2 separate regions of the Mus musculus genome follow, and region 2 is linked to region 1. Evidence: chromatin contacts called from public HiChIP or PLAC-seq data. All regions are on one chromosome and are shown on one strand. The core of a region is the stretch at or near the end of the contact, and the rest is flanking DNA. Distances in the headings are between cores, read along the strand shown. Region 1 overlaps Etv5 (ets variant 5). Region 2 overlaps Tbccd1 (TBCC domain containing 1).

The links. HiChIP or PLAC-seq counts read pairs in DNA pulled down with a chosen protein or histone mark.
Region 2: an H3K27ac HiChIP or PLAC-seq map of SST interneurons shows a contact between it and region 1, with 5 times the contacts expected there. The contact joins two enhancer-like sites. A contact is called at or near these places in 2 of 39 promoter capture datasets (hippocampal neurons and pre-B cells), 1 of 15 datasets of contacts at CTCF or cohesin (the NIH/3T3 cell line), 1 of 484 Hi-C or Micro-C datasets (bone marrow-derived macrophages), 3 of 115 datasets of contacts at active chromatin or transcription factors (SST interneurons, astrocytes and bone marrow-derived macrophages) and 1 of 9 other capture datasets (liver).

Annotation. Positions count from the first base shown.
Region 1 is chr16:22,387,984-22,390,683 of GRCm38.p6, forward strand. All of the region lies in intron 11 of Etv5 (ets variant 5), which reads right to left. Among named protein-coding and RNA genes, the nearest start is that of Etv5, 50 kb to the right of the region's middle. Within about 2 kb of position 1,293, at least 95 of the 459 cell types and tissues checked have an H3K27ac peak or open chromatin away from gene starts, as enhancers often do. A contact at or near this core is called in SST interneurons, where this site is marked.
Region 2 is chr16:22,819,452-22,822,276 of GRCm38.p6, forward strand. It overlaps Tbccd1 (TBCC domain containing 1), which reads right to left. Exons shown (of 8, transcript NM_001081368.2): 6 at 2,631-2,825. Among named protein-coding and RNA genes, the nearest start is that of Crygs, 9.5 kb to the left of the region's middle. Within about 2 kb of position 1,505, at least 5 of the 459 cell types and tissues checked have an H3K27ac peak or open chromatin away from gene starts, as enhancers often do. A contact at or near this core is called in SST interneurons, where this site is marked.

The DNA of each region.
Region 1 (2,700 bases), core at 43-2,542:
GCTTGCTTCATACTCGCAATCTTCCCTCCTCTGCTTCCAGGTGTTTGATCATATGCACCATCAAGCCCAACTCGCTCTTTTGAGACGCACGCATGCACACACATGCACACACATGCACACTGCCAAAGACAAAAGCCAAAGGTTAAACGTGGAGGTATGTGGAAAGACAACAGCAGTCCACATCAACTATTTCGATGCAGTGACAGAAATGCCTCCTGATTTCAGGACTCTTGAAGGACCTCTTCCAAATACCAGAGACGACCTGAGATGGAAGAACTCATCTGGCCTCATTATACCAGAGCAACCCACTAGCCAGGCTTCTACTACTCTGCCCTCCGAGAAATCTTATGCAACTTTAATTTCCACTTTTTTTTTTTAAAGTGTGTCTCGGGTAACCACAAATCTTGGTCTCCCAGAGTTCCATCCTTCATCATTCAAGTCTATCTTCAAGAAAAGCCCAAAAGGCAAAACCTAGCAAAACCGAAATCCTGGTTAGAGGTCATTTTTATTTGAAACAGGGTCTTATTGTGTAGTTGTATTGGTAGCTGGCCTGGAATGTCCTATGTAGCCCAGGCTGGTTTCAGGTAGCCCAGTCTTAGCCTCTGGGGTGCTGGGATTAAAGGTGTGTGCCAACGTGCCCCTTGAAGGTAAATTTTTTTTTTAAAAGAGGACCTTTATCATAAAGGGATATTAGATTTTGTCACAGGCCCTTCCTATAGCTAATTAAATGATCATGTGGTTTCTGTCTTTGAGTCTATTCATGTGATAAGTTATATTTATTGATTTATTTGTGTTGAACCATTTCTGGAATGGTTCTTCATAGTAGTGGGTGATCTTTTTGATGTTTTCTTTTTCTTTTTAAAATAGATTTACTTATTATTTTATCTAAGTACACTACTGTAGCTGTCTTCAGACACACCAAAAGAGGGAGGTTGTGAGCCACCATGTGGTTGCTGGGATTTGAACTCAGGACCTCTGCAAGAGCAGTCAGTGCTCTTAACCACTAAGACATCTCTCCAGCCCCAAAGGTAAATATTTTAAATCAATGGAAATATATTGCTAATAAGAAAAACCTGCAGACAGGGTGGACAGCAACCACAATCTGAAACTCACTGCCAACTAGTCTGCCCCCGGAGTGACAGGAACATCACGGCAGCTGCCAGTCTCTTTACTCCACTCTGTGGTAGAAAACAATTTTGCCTAGTCTTCGGCTTGAGTGGTGACCTCTCCGCTGTCAGCGCTTACTGGAGAGGTTTTGTGTATGTGCAGATCTCAAAGCTGCTCTGGTAGCTATGGTTACTGACTCATCCACCAGGCCGGTGCCCTATGATTCAGTGGCCTCACCATTGCGCTCCCTCTATAGCAACGTGTGATGAGCTGGAGACTCAGGCAGTCCCTATTTGGTGGTAGGAGGAGCAGGCGAGAGAGCACACTGCCAGCTCACTCCTTTCCGCTTCCTAAGTTAGAGAATGTACATTTTGGGAGCTGAGGCTAGAGGGGGAGGGGATGAGGGAGGGACAACAGGGGACTCACCTATTCCTCTTCAAAGAGCAAGCACGCAGTCACAGAACAAGGAGAGGCTCTTTCTAGCAACACCAGCTTTTAAAACCTCCCATGGCATCACTGATCTGCCACACGTTCAACATACAACCCTGTCCCCCTCTCCCCCCAATATTCACATTGATTCACAGTTAAAATGGCTCCAGATTAAAGCCGAGTCAGTCATAATTGAGAGGGTGCGAAGCTGGATGACTATCAAAAGACATTTGATTAGGGGGCCTGCCAAAACGCAGTTCTAAAACCACAATTTCCATGCACAGTGTAATGGATATTATGGATAATTACCCAGAGTGCACTACTCAGCCACACAGCTGCCTACAATTACATCCCCAACAGCTTCCTCCTCTGCTTCACCCTTTAAGTTCCCCCACGACAACTTCTTAACAGCTTTTCCCCAGGAGTTGGTGGTATCTTTCTGACATGAACAAGGACAGGGTCCTCACCACTATACAAAGAGCAGCAGGAGAAAATGCACACATCGTACAGGCCAAGGCTAAGGGCTCCAAAGACTGTAAAGTGCCCCGTATGAAGCTCAAAAATGAATCTCAGTGTCCAAAAGGGGGGGGGGGGAGAGCAGCCGCTAAAGAAACAAGGCTGGTGGGAGGGAGGATGGTTCAGTGGGCAGAGGCACCAGGAGGCATCTCCTGGATCTTGATGGGGAGAATTCACTCCTGTGGGCTGCAACACATGCAGACTTACTGAGCCATCCCCACAATGAAAATGCAATAGTGATGATGACGATGATGATAACAGCCATAATAACGCTACTCAATCAACAGAGAGAGAGGCTCAGGGCCATCATAGGCTTCACATGTGACTTGAAGCCACTTGGTATTTAGGAGCATTCTGCGTTAATAGTAGCTCCTTCATTAAGTAAGAAAGCAGGAGCCCTCTGCCATATGTTCACCCTTTCCCTTACCGCTGGCAGGAGAGTGGAAGATTCAGTAACAGCCTTACAGAGGCTCATAACCAGGTTTACCTGCAGCTGGACAGCCTGCGCTCAGGCCCCAGGCGGTGGCAATAAAGTCATAAAAGCTCCTGTTTGTGGAATGAGATCAATCAATAAGGGCTGCCCACAAAACAGGCTTACTTTCCTTTCAAAAGGCCTCGATGAGTCAAGCAAGGTACTATTCTATCGCT
Region 2 (2,825 bases), core at 255-2,754, 430 kb after region 1:
GTGAACCAGTATCTGGCTGGCAGTTTGCCTTCAATCTGGTTTCTGTCTTTTTCCCGCAGAAAGTTCTCAACTCATTTAACTAAATGGCTTAACTTTATGGCAATATTAAAACAGTGTATTTGCTCTGCAGGAACTCTACTTCAAATGTGTGTGTGTTTCAGGCTAGTAATCAGCAATATGATACTTTTTAATGCTGAGCAGCACCTGTGAAGTGTAGGCCTGCACGTCAATGGTCAGGAGAGTGGATGTTCTTCAGTGCTCCCACTGCACAAGCAGTTGGTGGCTTAGGTACAGTTAAGGAATTTTTGGCTTACAATGAGTTTTGCTCTGGACATAACCCTAGTGTAAGCTAAGATGCACCTTTATTCCCAAAGTTACACTAGCTCCTTTTACAGTACTTCTAGAACCATTCCATGCTAGAATATAATTGCTTACCACATTCCAGACTCTACAAATCTCCCTAAACTTTCCACGTGTGTAAGAGAGTCTAGGCATTTAAATGGTGGAAACATTTATACAGTAAGTGTTCTAAAAATATTTTTTCAATGACGATCTCATTATACACTCTAATTCTATAACTGTACTATATGGTGTCATAGTAACTGAGAGGATAATAAGGACACAGAGACAGAGAAGCACCTCTGGAACAAGGCCAACAAGGTAGTACTTGAATCCTCTGTGACTAAGGAAAGTACTTAAATCTTAGATCTCTAGTCTTCATCTGCAACTGGGTACAGCAATTAGAAATAGTCAGTGAGTTAACAGAGTTGTTCAGATCAGTGCTTGGGACATTCTAAGTACTCGGTCTGTGATCCAGTGAACATCTCCATCGTTACTGATATCTTAGAGTGAAAACTTCCTATTCAGAAAGCTCTGAGTACAGTGAGGTCACCAATCTGCTGACATGGTTCATGAGGTGAGAGCCACATCCAGGGTTTATATAGGTAACTGTAGTACTTCTACACAGATCCCCAACTAAGGCATAAGTTGTTGATCATGTGTGTGTGTGTGTGTTTATTGTATATATAGGTATGAAGTATGATGTACACACACATACACCACACACACTGAGGGAGCTTAGATTGAGATTTACAAAAATAACTTGACCCTGTGCTCAAATGGAGAGAGAAGAAGTTACCCCCGCCGTGGGCTAGCACCATAGTATTCCTTTTCCTCTCTTGGACTCTCTAACAAATGAAATTTGTCCACCAACGTATTTGTAAAAAACGATTACTTATTTCAAGCACGGGTAATTTTAAGTTATTCACAGTGGTCTGCTGAGAAGAAAATTGGTTAATAAAAACTTACTAAGCTCAGACTCAATTTTTAGAATCCTTTTTCACATTCTCATCTTCACACACTTACACATGGAGCCTGGCCTGCTGCCCGAGTATTTCCATCCTCCCCGTCCTCCTCTCTGCTCTCCCCCAGACACTGAACCACAGTCTGACTGCCTATGTGCCAGCCCAGAGTTCTATTTAAGTCTGCCATGGCCTCTAGTGGAGAGTCTGTGTACCGCGGGACTTACAGACGCTCCTGAAAAAATGAACGCCATTCTGGGCTTCATCGCACAGCTTACAGCAAGCACTGCAAAGCTTCTACTGTGCAATTCTAGTGGGATGTTCGAGGCCTGATCATCAAAACACAGCATAATTTGACTCAGGTCACTTATCAAGCTTAGGGAGCACTGTGTTGCACCCCAAATCCTACCTTAGATTCTGCTTCTCAGATATCTGCTCCTCCACTACTCTCAGATATTCAGACTAGACCTCACTTGCTATGCAAAGTTCCCATTCTTCAGGACCCATTACAAATTCTATCTCCTTGACACATCTTCCTTAATTGTTCACACTGCTGTCTTTGGACTCTTTGTAAACTGCATGCCAGGTCTCTGGCTTCTGGAGTTCAAAGACCAATATCCTTTAAATAAAAACCTGGGCATAACATAATACTCACAGCTATGTGTTGTCCCATGCATGAAGTTTTTAAAAAGCCACTTTGGTGCCCCCTAAGTAGAATGAAACACAGTATTTTATACTGCAAATCTAGCTTTTAAAACCATACTTTCATCATTTCTCCCATTTTAGCATTGATTAAGGGAGTGAGTGACAAGAACTAGCAAGAATCAGTCTTGAAACAACCACCTTCAAGAACATGACTTGTAAGTCTGTGGTGTGGTGGGAAACCAGTGTACAAGAGGGTGCTAACAGCTAGGTTGTTAAGGCTGAACCACATCCCATTTTCTAGACAAGATTGCTTTAGTTCATGCAAATCTTATCTCTGCCAACTAAGTGTAAGCTGATTTTTATTGTGATGCTTACCACGTACTCCCTGCCACTAACCTGGAATTTGTGATCCTCCTGCCCCAAGCCTTTAGGTGCTGGGATCACAGGCTTGTGCCATAGAGCAATTTCAACTTCTTCAAGGATGGGAGCCTAATATCTGAGCACCTACCTTAGCATCTTCTAGCCACACAGCATCTAGAATGCTAACCTGGGACTCAAGCCCTGAGAAAGGATGAACAGGTCATTTTAATTTGTGTGGCTGGATACTATAGACTATCGAAATTAATTTGTCTTCCCATCAAGTGTTGCACAAATGGCAAAACACTGACTCTAGAAGACACTTACTTTGTCAAACGAGCCTCCTTCACAGTTTTCTGCCAGATATGTATGCTCTCTTCTCTTTGAGCCAGTGCTTTCTGGTAGGCAGAGGGGAGACCCCCAGGTATCTCTGCTGTGTCCCCTTCCATCTCAAAGGGAATAACAAATATGTAGAACTCAGAAGGAGGCAAGAGCCGGAAGAGACTTGTGACAGAGCCTTCT